Linked DNA regions of Sus scrofa: regions 1 and 3 are each linked to region 2. Evidence: chromatin contacts called from public HiChIP or PLAC-seq data. All regions are on one chromosome and are shown on one strand. The core of a region is the stretch at or near the end of the contact, and the rest is flanking DNA. Distances in the headings are between cores, read along the strand shown. Region 1 holds the start of FASTKD2 (FAST kinase domain-containing protein 2, mitochondrial). Region 2 holds the start of LOC102167165. Region 3 holds the start of PIKFYVE (1-phosphatidylinositol 3-phosphate 5-kinase).

Region 1 (4,248 bases), core at 410-2,909, 680 kb after region 2:
ATGCTAAAACAGGTATATCTTGATTTTACCTGGACCACCCTCAGCAAAGTCTGTACGAGTAGCGTGTTCTGAGGAATCCCGAGCTTCACTATGGCATGAAGACTGAACAGGAGGTCGTCGTAGTGCATGATCTTGGCTTCTCTCATAGCTTGTTCACACAGCTGGCTAAACACAGGGTGGTTAAACATCAGTTGTTTCTCAAAGCGCTTCTGGTCACTGGACATCCTCTTGGCAACTATCCACATGGCTGAGAAATAGTTACTACTAGGAAACCTAGGTGCTTTGGAAAATATATCTAACACATCACTCAGGGAATTACACTCCTGAGACAGTGTGCTACAGCTGATCCGGGCCGGTTTTGTTCCCTTGGTGAGAACATCCTCCTTGGAGGCCTTATGTTGAAAGTTTTTCTTCAATCCATTATCAGCAGCAAGAGGGTGATTTGAGTCAAAGGACAGTCTTCTAGAACAAAGTGGTCTGTCAACTGTAAAGACTGTTGCAGTGCTTATGCCCTTTGTTTGAAAGTCATCACCTCCAGATTTAAAAATTAAGGCATTCTGAAAGAGACATCTAATAGATGACTGCATTCTATTACCAAAGTTATTTAAAAGGCTTCTTTGGTTCCAGTTTAAATAAACAATTTGTCGTCTGCAAAATCCCAAAGGATACAGCCTCACAGTTCTGCCGGATGGAACTAAACTACTGAATTGTCTGAGGTTCCATAAAAAGGAACCTGTTCTGTTATTCATTTTGCTAGCCACCGAAACACTTTCAAATGGCTTTAAAGTCCTCAATATGACTCACATGTCGCTGTCACTTCTACTAAGGAAAGAGAGCACATGCCATCATTTCCTGTAGGGGAAAGCGTTAGGAAAGAAATAAGAATTAGAATAAAACTTCTACTTAAAAATACGAAATGCATTCAACAGAGACTAAAGTGGGAATCTAGGAAAATATTCAAGATTTATGTTAAAAGGGTGAAACCATTTATCAGTATGGGCTTCCATACTTCTACAACAGTGTGTACACACAGTCCATAAAGGAGCAGTTACTTTGGAAGTTGTTTTTGTGTAAACTAAGGTTTTGGAAAAAAAAAAAAAAATGATGTGGGTTGCTAATGGAAAAGTTTTCCTACAAAGCTTCCTCTGCAGTAAGGGGTTTTATGTTACCACTGCCTTGGCGGTGTCTTCAATGAAAAGCGTTTAACATTGATGGCTACTTTTTAACACGAAGATTTAACAACGGCTGAAACACGGACTATTAGGAATAAGGACTTGGACAAACAGAACAGCTCAGGAGAGGAAGCAGCAAAATAGAGTGATGTCTACATATGGCTGGCGCTTGGGAGGGAGATACACCAGCTACTCTCACCGGGTCTCAGGACCCATGTCCGGAGTCCGTCCTTCCGGAGCTGTGCGTTCCAGTATTAACCCACCACCCGAGACTCACTTCTGGGGCAACTCCTGAGACCCTTCTCCAAAAGACAAGCGGTCTAGGGCGTACGGCCAACTGTTCCACCTATACCAGTCCTCCACTCACCTTAGACTAGAACCCCGTGGTCTTACCAAGGCACAGCCACCACCACTTCCCCGAGAGCGGAGAGTATCGCGAGATTTTACGGATCCTTCATAGGTCAAAAAGTGTACGTTCGCGGCGCTTGGAAAGAATTACTTAGTTTCACGAAAAGAATGATTGGTTTTTCTTAGCTGCAGGGATAGAAAGGGTGGAGACCACAGAACTTTTAATAGCAGTGTAAAACCCTGTAGCCTAACACCTAACTTCTCCAGCTGGGAGTCAAAACTTCTCGCTCAACTTCGGAGTGCGCCTGCGCTGGGTCCTGGCGTCGTGGTTGCCTGGAAACCGTGAAGCCGCGGTTCCAGCTGCTGCATCCCAACTTCATGGCCAAATTCGTGCTCGCGGGTGAGTGATCCCCGCGTCCCTCTGGAGATCGCTCAGAACAGCAACAACTGCTCACCTCCTATGGCCCCTTGGCAGTGATCTTCTTAATTGGCCTCTGTTCTAGCAACTCCAGACTTTACATGGACCACCCTGGCTTTCTTACGCTTTCATTCAAAGATGTTTATTGGGCAGTGATTGTGTGCAAAGCACTGATGGAAGCAGGGGACACAGTGAGGGGAAAGACATTCCTGCCTTCGAGGGCCTTTCAGTCTTGTGGGATACAGAAGCGTGTAAACAAGTAATTTTGGTATAGTGTGATTAATGCAATGAGGGACATGTGCACGGGGCTTTGGCAGGTGTTATAAGAGCTGGTTTGTGAGGATTTGGAATAAAAAAAAACATTCCAGAAAAAGGCATAGAGGCTGCAAGTCTCAAGGCCTAAGGTACGGTCTGGATATAGAGGAAGTGAGTGGACTTGGGGGTAGAATGGGAGCAGGAGCCAGATCTTTGCACTTCAGTTACACCAAGCAAAGGTGTTTGAACTGTATCTTGAAAGCCATGAGGAGTCATTTAAAAATTTTAATCAGGAGAATATCTTAATTAGTTGGCATTTTAGGAAATACACGTTGTCAGCAATGGAGGAGAAGGATTGGAAATGTTGCCTGGCATCCAGAAAGCCACTGAAGGAACTTTTACTGCAACAGGCTATTGCACCTGCCTCCTTTTCTTTTCAGCAAGTTTCTCAAAAGAGTAGACTGCTCTTTTATCTTCAGGTCCTTCTTCCACTCAGTCTGGCTTCTACTTCTACATCCTTTCAGAAATGGTCTTCGCTGAAGTCACCAATGATTTTTAAAAAGCTGTCCAGTCCCTGTCTTATTTGGCCTCTTTGATGCATTAACAAATTGACATCTTCCATCTGAAAAACCTATTTCCTTCGCCTCTTTATTCATTTAGAAGGATATTTTTGAGCAATGGCTGATATGCTGGGAAGACAGTGGTAAGCAGATGTACAAAGAATGTTACATTTATGAGAGTGGCAGGGCCAGGTTCTGTAGGAGTAGTGGCAAGGGACCTTACTTAGGCAAAGACTTCCCAGAGAAAGTGATTTTTTTAAACAGAATCCCGAAAGATGAGTGTTACCTATCAGAGAGGATGTAGGGAGGAAGAGAGTAATTTAGACACCAGTAGCAAGGCATGGGACTGGAATGAGGAGAGGTAGTTGGATGATTCTTGAGAGTAAACAATAAGCAGAAAATGCAACTAGATTAAGTAGGGTTGGAATATAGAGTACAAGAAAGACACTGTCATCAGTTGAGGCCAGCATGACATAATGCAAATTCTTATGAGCCATGTTCAGTATTTTAAACTTTATCCGAAGTACATGGAAGGTTTTAGGAAGGAGATGCATTTTACCTGAGTGTTGTCACTGCAGTGTGAGAAGAAATAGACTGGATGCCCAGAGTCCAGTTAGGTTCTATAGCCCAGGAAGGAGATAATGATAGGATGGTAGACAATGGAAAACGAAAGAAGCAAATGGATTAGAGAAGTGTTAGGGAAACAGAATCTGTACAACTATACACTTAAATGGATGGAGGAATGATACAAGGGAGAGGAAAGAGTTAAAATTATTCCCAAGCAGTAGTTTGCTTAACTGTGTAGAAGAGGAGTCATTGAAAGAAAGCAGAATAGTAGGCTTCATACTTTGGGTACTCTTATTCTTAAATAACTGAGTAAATAGACATACGAACATAAGAGAAAGAGCATATTTAGTGGGAGAATGGTGGCAGAGTCTGTCATAGACATGGCAAGTGCCTATGAGACATTCAGCAGGAATTGAGTGAGTTCCTGCTGTGGTGCAATGGGTTAAGAATCTGACTGCAGTGGCCTGGGTCACTGTGGAGGCTCACTTTTGATACCCCACCTGTCACAGTGGGTTAAAGGATCCAGCATTGCTGCGGCTTCAGTTCAGATTTAATCCCTGGCCTGGGAACTTCCATATGTTGTGGGTGCGGCCATTAAAAACATAACAGTAGGAGTTCCCATCATGGGGCAGCGGGAACAAATCCAACTAGGAACCATGAGGTTGCAGGTTTGATCCCTGGCCTCGCTCAGTGGGTTAAGGATCTGGCATTGCCATGAGCTGTGGTGTAGTTCGCAGATGCTGCTCGGATCCTGAGTTGCTGTGGCTGTGGCTATGGCTGTGGCTGTGGCCAGCAGCTGTAGCTCTGATTAGACCCCTAGCCTGGGAACCTCCATATGCCATGGGTGAGGCCCTAAAAAGACAAAAAAGACAAACAAAACAAAACAAAACAAAACAAAAAACAGTAGAAGGAGTTGAGAAAATAGGAT
Region 2 (4,333 bases), core at 766-3,265:
TCCCTTTAACATTTTTCAATCTGTGTCAGACTCAATGCTTTTCTAAATATGTCCATTAAAAAGAAAGAAAAAAGGTTTAAGCAGATTTAACTGTAATTTTTGCTAGCCCCTGGAAGGGAACAAAAGTACAACTTAGTACCAAGCTACAAATGAATATTCAAATATTAAAGAATACACAAGTTTGAATCTAACCTGAGATTGCTAAGAATTACAGATTATGAATTTATAAATAAAATTTAAAAGATCTTTTGGATAAGACTGAAGAAAAAAGCCCATCGGAAAACATTTTTTAAAACTTTCACAAAATCAGAGTCATTGTCTCTCTAAAGGGAAAAAAATTCTTCCCAAGTTATGCGGATTTGCAGAAAAATTCTTAAGGAAAACCAGTAATCTACAGTATCATCAATCCTATAATTTCCTCAGTGTTTGGAAATAAAACATCTTTCCAATCCTATGGGAAAACTCTTTATTATATCTTCTTAATCAAGTTTCTTGGCAATGACAAAATGTTAATGTGGTTTTTTAAAGACTTGCAATACAGCAAGGCAGGTTTTGCAAAAGTGACTTGGATAGAGAAAATCAGAAGACAGTGCTTCTACTAACAATATTTATTCCTAACAAGAAACCTTGTATCAATCACAATTCTATCACACTGTGACAGATATTTTGAAAACAAATCCGAGCTCGTCTTTTGTACCACCTAAAATAACCATTTTGGCTTTACTTTCAAATTAGGAAATGAGTGTAAAAGATTTCAATAGCTGGCGACGAAAAGCATCTTTTATACTTAACTTTAAGAAGGCAGAAATGAAGCAAGCTAAGGCTAGCACGAAATTCTAACTTCTCAAGAAGGGAAGTAAGACAAACTTAAATAGGTCATATCTCTGGTCCTTTAAAAATTGTCTTTTAATCTTTGATGTGTCAATGACTTTTCTGCTGTCCCTTTTCCCTAACAGGCAAAGAAAAAATAAATCTTGTGGTTTAAATTATTGTCGGTCTGAGGCTGGGGTTACCTAGTACAGGAGACAGATAATGGATACTTTTAGATACCTATTTTTAGAATTAGTATTAACCAATCTCTTATTTGCGTGAGAAACACGGTAGGGGTTCGAGGGTAGATCTTGAAGACCCAACGCCAAAGGCACGTCAGGCCAAAAAAAAAAAAAAAAAAGTGATGTAAAACAAAAGTACATCGCCTAATATTCGTTTCAACGAAGTGTTTCAGAATGATAGCTCTCAAGTGAGCATTAACCTTATTGAAAAGGGTTAAAACCGAAACTTGTTCTCAAACATCAGCTTCCCTTTTACAAGATCCCAACAGTTTTTAAAAAGTTATTACAAATATGTTTTTCTTAGCACCCCCTTCCTCCCCCAAAGAATGCATTTCCATGACTACTAACTTAAAAAAAAAAAAAAGAGGGTGAGCAAAGAGTCAAAAATTATCTTAAAAAGCGCGAGTTCTCATCGCCTCATCTAAGCAGAAAAGCACAGAAAACAGCATTTTCCCAGTGGGGTGGGAGCCGAGGGAAAAGGCGTGAATAAAATACAGTACGAGAGGAAACCTTGGGTTTCGAACTTTATTGCACAAAGAGAGTGGAGAGGAGAGTAGGTCAGACGCAGCAGCGCTTCCCCTCGCGAAGCGGGCATGGCAGACACGGAGGCGACCAGGAAGGCAGGCACCTTCACCTCCTCTGCCCTCAACTGTCGCCTTCTTCCTCCTCCACCCCCCGCGGGCACCCCGGCGCGCTGCCCCGGCGGACAGCGGGCCGGGTCAGGCTGGGCCGGGGGCGAGGCGGGCGGCGGGGGCCGGCGAGCGGCGCGGTGGGCATTGCCGGGCCGGGCCGGGCCCGCGGGCGGCCTCCCCCGGGGCGACTCCGGGCTCCGGGCTCCCGGCTCCGCGCCCGGCCCGGCGGCGGCGGCGGCGGCGGCGGGAACGCGGGCGCCAGCTTTCCGCGGCCGGCCGCCCGCACACACCCCCGGCCGCCGGCTCCCACCCCGCCCGCCGCCCCCCGCCATGAGCGCCGCCGCTGGCTGCAGGCAGAGTCGCTGCCGCCCCGGCCGCCGCTGGCTCCAGTCCGCCGCCATTATTCTTTGTTCGCTGCGAGCGGCGGCGATGGTGTGGGGCTCGGGCGGAGGCTCCATCTTTACCGCGGCCCCTCCTGCGAGGGGAAGGCCCCGAGCGCGGGTGTCCGGCGCCTCCCCGTCCCCCCTCCGTCCCCCCGGCTCTCTCCGGCTCCTGCCTCCTCCTCCTGCTCCTCTTACCGGTGGTACAAGCTCCTCCGTCACTGCTTTCGTTCGCGGCCCGGATCTCGCTGGAGTTTTATTCTCTCCCCCACGTAACACACCGCGTCAAACTACACCTCCGCCGCGTCACTCACCAACACTCCGCTTCTCCCAGCCGCCCGGGCCACAGGCAGCAGCAGCCGCCGCCGACTGAGGACTCGCAGCCAGGGAGCCAGCCAGCGCCGCCCAGTGCCGAGTGCGCAGCGGCCGCGCACGGAAACAGCCGAGCTCGGCCCGGTGGAGCTCGAGCGGCCCCGCCCTCCGCTCTGGAGGCGGAACTTGCCGAAGACCTTCGGGTTCCCTCGGGCGCGGCGGAGGGGTTCCGCGGGATGAGGGAAGGAGAAGGTGGGCTGGGGCGGGCGGCAGGGTGGGGAGGAGTGGTCTACGTCTCCTCGCTGGGTATAGACGGATAAAACCGGCTGCGGAAATTTGCAGGAAGAAGTTGGGCTTGTGTGTGGCCGGGTGGGGAATTCCCGAGGGGTGTCGACGGCTTGTTGGAAACCCCCGCGCCGGCTGCCTTTCGGCGGTAAGCGGCGGGTTCTAGGGCGGCTACGGCGAGCCGGGTCTGGGCTTCGGAGCACCGCCGGCTCGGGGACTTTCAGACGCTGCCGGGACGAGGGTGACGCAGCTCCGGGTCCGCAGTCCTGCGAGGCGGGGAGGAAGGCTGCTGCGGCTCTGCGGTCGCCCCTGACCCCTGGGGCCTCGGCCGGGCGATGGGCCTCAAGGCCGCGGCGCTGACCCGGTCCTGCCCACGGGCGTCGTGGGTCCTGGTGGGGAGGGTTTTCCCTCTCTGTGGGCAGGCTGGCTGGCTCTGCTCTGAGAATCCAGTGAGAAACCTGGCGGCCGCCAGTGGGGCTATTCTGTTTCGGGGGGCAGAAGCTCTGGGACTTCGCGCGCCTGGCGGGGTTTAGCGCGGCAGCGAGGGTGGCCAGGCCCGTCGGTCACATCTTTGGCCTCCTAGCTATGACCTGCTCTGACCGAGGTTGCTCTTTAACACTCTCGGAATGTCTTCCCTTCCTCCCCGCCCCGCCCCGCACCATCCCGTGTCGCTGTCTTTTCACAACCCGTTTTCTCCGGCGCTGGTTTGCACCCGCTGCACCCTTTTCTTCGCCACCTACTCCCTCTCTAAACCGGCAGCGTGACTTCCGTTGCCGTTGCCTCGAAGCTACTGAAACTGCTCTCGCAGAGGTCACCCGAGACCATGATACTGACTTTCCATTATCCTTTTTTTTATTGAAACCGGCAGTTCTCTCCCCGGGGTTTCATGTCTGTTATAGCTCTTTCTGGCTCTTAAAGCAAACATCTTTCAGGAAGCAAGAGAGTATCCAAATCTAGGCCCCGCCCCGTACTGACTTCCTGTGAGAGTTCCCTAGCCTGGTACTCTAGAGCCCCTCCTGCACTCTCTTTGGGCTGAAGAATACTCCCCTTTCCTTGCGTTATTGTCAACCTTTCCTTCTCTATTGGCATTTCTGTCTAGTACTTGAACGAGGCTAAGTCTCTCATTTCTTTAAGATACCTCTCCTTAACTCCCTCTCCACACGCAATTGTCTCTTATCCCATGGGCGTTCTCTCATGTCCCACTCCTCTCCAGTCTAGCTTCTGTTGTTACCACACCCTTGAAGCAGCTCTGAATTTTCCCAGACAAGCGTCAGTCATCATCTTCAAGACCTCATTCTGGCATTTTTATACGATTGCCCATTCTCTCCTCCAAATGTGCTCTTCCCTCCACTCTTATAGTTTTTCCTTTTACCTCTTTTTTTTTTTTTTTTTTTTTTTTTAAACAGACAGCCTCTCCTTTAGCCACCTCCTCAATACGGCAATCCTGCTAAGCTGAGCACTCTTCTTGAGACCCACCATACGCACTTTCCTAGAGATCTCATCCTTTTCCAGTATCTTCAAATGCCCTCTGCCAAAAACTGTCCAACTCATACTCAAGCTGAGATCTTGCTCTTGAGCTGTAGATTCATGTTTCTAACTGCCTTTGCTACACTTTGATCTGGGTGACTGGGGCATGTCAGACTCAACCTGTATATCATATTCCTTCCAAACT
Region 3 (4,682 bases), core at 804-3,303, 670 kb before region 2:
GGCAACAAAACTATTTATTGGAACGGAGGGAAGGGGGAGGAAAAAGAGGAAGGAGAAGAGGAAGGGGGAGAAAAGGAGGAAGGAAAGAGGGAAAGGACATGTCCTTCTAAAGTGTCAGGACAATCCATACTCCAGCATAAAGGGTTGGGAAATTAGGTGGCGATTAATGAAGTGTAAACTCAAAAAGGGGAAGGGGGGGCAGAGACTTCACTTGGGAGAAAGGATAATGTGACCTCAAAAACAACCTGAAGGCCTTGGAGAACACCCTACATCCTACTTTTGACACAAGTAACATGAGAAGCAGAGGCAGCAACCTCCCCAGAGTCTTAGCATCACGCCTAAGGGTCACCCACATATTAGGCTTTGAAGATAAAAGATAAAAATTACCGTGAGCACACTCACCAAGTGTAATTTCTGAAACAAATATAATCACAGAGTTCATCTCAATAACTACATAGTGATATCAGGATCCTGAAAAAACTGCCTTACCACCCTTATTACCTGGTAGCTTAAAACTTCGATATAAACTAGGACGCTTTCCTATCCGAGAAGTAATTATAAGTATTAACTTACTCATTCAAAAACCACTCGTGTATCAGCAGCACTAGTGAGGAATCCTACTAGTGTATGCAGACCCACTATCAAAAAGCTAATCAGATGTTGAAAATAAGCCTGCTCCATGAGCCAAAACAAAATTTTAACAGACAGAAAAATCCAAGTATCAGCTCAGTCATTTCTAAGTACCGAATACTTTTTTTAAGTACTCAATACATACCTAACAATGCAGGACAGCTGAATACTAGAAGCATTATTTTCCACCTACAAAGATTTTTTGGTTCAACTTTTGATCGATGTACCAACAGATCAAGGTTTTCTAAAGGAAAACCACATGATCCATATGACTTCCCAGAAAGAAGAAAAAGGGAGGACACAGGAGAGTAGACTCTCTCTGCAGAAGAAACTTCACCCGCCCATCTTCGTCACAAACTCGAATCCAACCCAAAGAAACTAAGAATATTTTTTGCTGGAATTTTTATAGTGGGAGTTTGGGAGTGCCGGAAAACAAGACTCAAATATTTCAGAAATATGATTCAAATAAATCAAAAATAAGACAGCACAATATACCAAGAAACTACCTCTGCGGTCAGTACAGGAATAATTTTACAAAAGGAGGCGCTGAATCAGTACAGGATAATTTCATATATATATTCATCAGGTAAATAAAAATAACTTAATACTGAATTCCAGTATTTCTCATATTTCCTGAATGTCTTAATAATAACTTACGTACTGAACAGGAGATGCCTCATTTTTATATTCCATTCTCGACCTTTTGTTGGGAACGTTCTAAACAAGGGGAAAATACGAACTGGGAAATCCTCTCCTCAAGAGACTTTGAAACATAGGTACACATGGTAAAGCCTCAAATAGCAGAAGCAGGGAGTATATACATATTTGAAACCCCATTGTTAGTGTCGTTTCTGCAAATTAGGAACTTTCTTGCCCAGTCTGTGAATACATCTCTGAAAGAAAGGCTCAGAGCTTATCCATCAGAGGGAGGAGGAACTGGACTATGCATCTCAGAAACCAGCTCAAGTGCACGGGACAAGAGGAGGAGCAAGGGAACTTCAGAGGTTTCCAAGGAAACCTCTTAAAGCGCAGCCCCACCCGGCTCCCTTCCCCACTCGCCAGGCAAGGGGCAGCTGGGGAATTAAGGAGCCGGCTGACTGAGGGGACAGGTTCTCCTGCTCTTCTTTGCCCTGCCTCGGCCACAGCCCGGCCTCCAGCCGCGGTAGTGAAGCCCCAGCTCTCGCCTTCACTTCGGATTTCCCCTCCGCTCCGCCCCAGAGCTTCTTAAACCCGCCTTCCTCCCCACCCTCAGGCCCAGCCGGCCGCGCGCCAGGCCCCCTCCCTTACCTGCGCCTCCTGCCCCAGCCCCGCTGGCCTCCCTCCACCCCAGCCTCGGCTTCACCCAGTTCTGGAGCAGGAAGGCGACTAGAAAGGACAGCGCCGGCTACTCAGGCCGCCGGCGGTTGCGGCAGGAAGCAAAGCTGCTTACATGGTTGCTGCGGCTTCTCGCTTCCCCCCCAAGGCTCCGCCCTCTGTTCCTCCTCCCCTCCAATCCGCCACTCTCCCAGGGCCCGGCTCCGCCCTCCCCGCCCCGCCTGCAGGACGTTCGGATCAGACGCTCAGACAGAAAGAGTCCAGCCCAGATAGAGTCGTGCTCGACACCTTGACCGAGATAAAGCCGCCTCAGCCTTTCTGGAGGAAGCCACCGCGACTGCGCGCGTGAGCATCACGCGTGCCGGGTCAGCGGATGGGTGCTGACTAGATTGCAGTTACCGTATGTGTTCGATGATGTGGGCACCAACATCATCGAACACATATATTACCAGGCTCGGCATTCTTATGGACTGACGTTCCTTTGAGTAATATAGAGCACCTAGAGCAAAAACTGTTGTCAGACTAGAGTGATTCTGCCAATGAGCCCTGTAACCTGAAACAAATTACTTATTGCTTTAAGTTCCAAACCTCTTATCTGTAAAATGGGGTTAATGACAGTACCCATTTCACAGATAATTTTTTGAAGATTAAATAAAACATTGTACGTAAAGAATTTGGCATAGGAGTTCCCGTCGTGGTGCAGTGGTTAACGAATCCGACTAGGAACCATGAGGTTGTGGGTTCGGTCCCTGGCCTCACTCAGTGGGTTCAGGATCCGGCGTTGCCGTGAGCTGTGGTGTAGGTTGCAGACGCGTCTCGGATTCCACGTTGCTGTGGCTCTGGTGTAGGCCGGTGGCTACAGCTCCGATTGGACCTCTAGCCTGGGAACCTCCATATGCCGCGGGAGCGGCCCTAGAAAAGGCAAAAAGACCAAAAAAAAAAAAAAAAAAAAAGAATTTGGCATAGTGTCTAATCCAGAATAAGTGATGTTAGCTCTACAGCTAATTTTTTCACTGAAATTTTTTGTTGCAAGGACTGGCGCAAATAAAGTCACCAATCCCTGTCTCGCTTTATCGTCCTCACCAGCCTTATCCATCATTTTGCTATTTTAATTTAATTCTGCAGGCCCTTTCCCCACAAGAATTTTGGCAAATCAGCACCCAGTTTTCCTTGAGTTGTGTCTTCTCAGAGTAGTATCCAAACCTGAAGGCTGATAGCAGTATAAATCCTGGTCACCATCTTCAGATGGGCCCCTCAGCAATCAGCCGGGGAGTTGGTAGTCAAATTCTTCCATTCCTCACTACTGCTACCCCACGCCACCACTGGTGACCTTCACTATCATACTCAACAAGAGAATTTCATCTACAAATGAAATAACCCAAGTGTTGGGTCTGATTCCTAACTAACCACCCCCATGACATTTACCTGCATCCACATCTACCCTGACCTGACTCCTGTCCTCATCTCTGGGAGAAAGAAGCCTCTTCTTTCCCCGATCAATCTTCGCAGCTCTCAATCCACCCTCTCAGATCTCCCGTGGGAGTTTCCACCATATCTTCAACCTCTCTTTTTTCAATAACTCTTCCTCCTCAGCCTGTAAACATGCTCAAGTCTATGCCTTCCAAAAACAGAAAGAAAAGCAAACCCACCCCTTGTAATTAGCCTGGTGACATGAATGTTTCATACACCTACCATGAAGTGTAAATTAAATCAAGAGACCAAATGAACAGGATACCCCAGTCAATACACTAATGTATATAGAAACCTCATGTGAACTATGGCATTTGGAATGGATAAGCAATGAGATCCTGCTGTATAGCACAGGGAACAATATCTAGTCACTTTTGATGAGACACGATGGAGGATAATGCAAGAAAAAGAATGTATATATCTGTGTGACTGGGTCACTTTGCTGTACAGCAGAAATTGACAGAACACTATAAACCAGCTATAATGGAAAAAATAAAAATCATTTTTAAAAAAAGAAACTCCATATACGGTGTTAAAAGGTAACATATTAAAATGTCTAAGAGTTTATCTGAGCAAGAAATCGGGCATCCCCAAATGCAAAGAGGTTAGAAGCACTCCATGGACAGAAGCTAGGGGAAAGACTTACAAAGAGGCTGAAGCAACTCAAGAAAATTATTTGATTGGTTATAGCTTGAGCTGATGGCTTATTTGGGAAAGTCTAGGTGGCTGTTTGTGATTGGTTATCTTTGGTTTCATATTTCTAACCTTGAGGCATTACAGGCTTGGGTTTTGGTTTGCTTACATAGGTTACTAAAACATTGGAGCCTCCTCAGTCTAAGGGGCCTCCAGATTTAAGATAACAATGATAAAATGGCCATTTGACAGACACTTTTTTTTTTTTTTTGTCTTTTTGCCATTTCTTGGGCCGTTCCTGCAGCATATGCAGGTTCCCAGGCTAGGGGGCCAATTGGAGCTGTAGCCCCCAGCCTATGCCACAGCTGCGACCTAGGCCACAGCTCATGGCAACAGGGGATCCTTAACCCACTGAGCAAGGCCAGGGATCAAACCTACGTCCTCGCGGATGCTAGTCGGGTTCACTAACAGCTGAGCCAAGACAGCAATTCCAAAAAAAGCAGTTTAGATTCTCACCTCATTCCAGATATCAAAATTAACTCAAGGTGAATTTTTTAAATATAGAAGGATACTTTATGTAAATATCTGCCTCAAAAACTTTTGTCAGGATTTCCCACTGTGGCTCAGCAAGTTAA

The links. HiChIP or PLAC-seq counts read pairs in DNA pulled down with a chosen protein or histone mark.
Region 1: a contact with region 2 is called in an H3K27ac HiChIP or PLAC-seq map of skeletal muscle, with 5 times the contacts expected there. The contact joins the promoter of FASTKD2 here to the promoter of LOC102167165 in region 2. A contact is called at or near these places in 1 of 5 promoter capture datasets (fetal liver) and 2 of 2 datasets of contacts at active chromatin or transcription factors (alveolar macrophages and skeletal muscle).
Region 3: a contact with region 2 is called in an H3K27ac HiChIP or PLAC-seq map of alveolar macrophages. The contact joins the promoter of PIKFYVE here to the promoter of LOC102167165 in region 2. A contact is called at or near these places in 1 of 5 promoter capture datasets (liver), 5 of 47 Hi-C or Micro-C datasets (embryonic fibroblasts, heart right ventricle, liver and 1 more) and 1 of 2 datasets of contacts at active chromatin or transcription factors (alveolar macrophages).

What each region holds. Positions count from the first base shown.
Region 1 is chr15:110,018,809-110,023,056 of Sscrofa11.1, reverse strand. It overlaps FASTKD2 (FAST kinase domain-containing protein 2, mitochondrial), which reads right to left and starts at 1,659. Exons shown (of 12, transcript XM_005672124.3): 1 at 1,540-1,659; 2 at 30-852. The coding sequence starts at 749. It overlaps MDH1B (putative malate dehydrogenase 1B), which reads left to right and starts at 1,820. Exons shown (of 12, transcript XM_021075195.1): 1 at 1,820-1,920.
Region 2 is chr15:110,703,706-110,708,038 of Sscrofa11.1, reverse strand. LOC102167165 reads left to right here and starts at 2,015. Exons shown (of 3, transcript XM_021074736.1): 1 at 2,015-2,213; 2 at 2,275-2,628. The coding sequence starts at 2,015. CREB1 (cyclic AMP-responsive element-binding protein 1) reads right to left here and starts at 2,491. Exons shown (of 9, transcript XR_002339130.1): 1 at 2,263-2,491.
Region 3 is chr15:111,369,588-111,374,269 of Sscrofa11.1, reverse strand. It overlaps PIKFYVE (1-phosphatidylinositol 3-phosphate 5-kinase), which reads right to left and starts at 2,053. Exons shown (of 43, transcript XM_013984434.2): 1 at 1,918-2,053.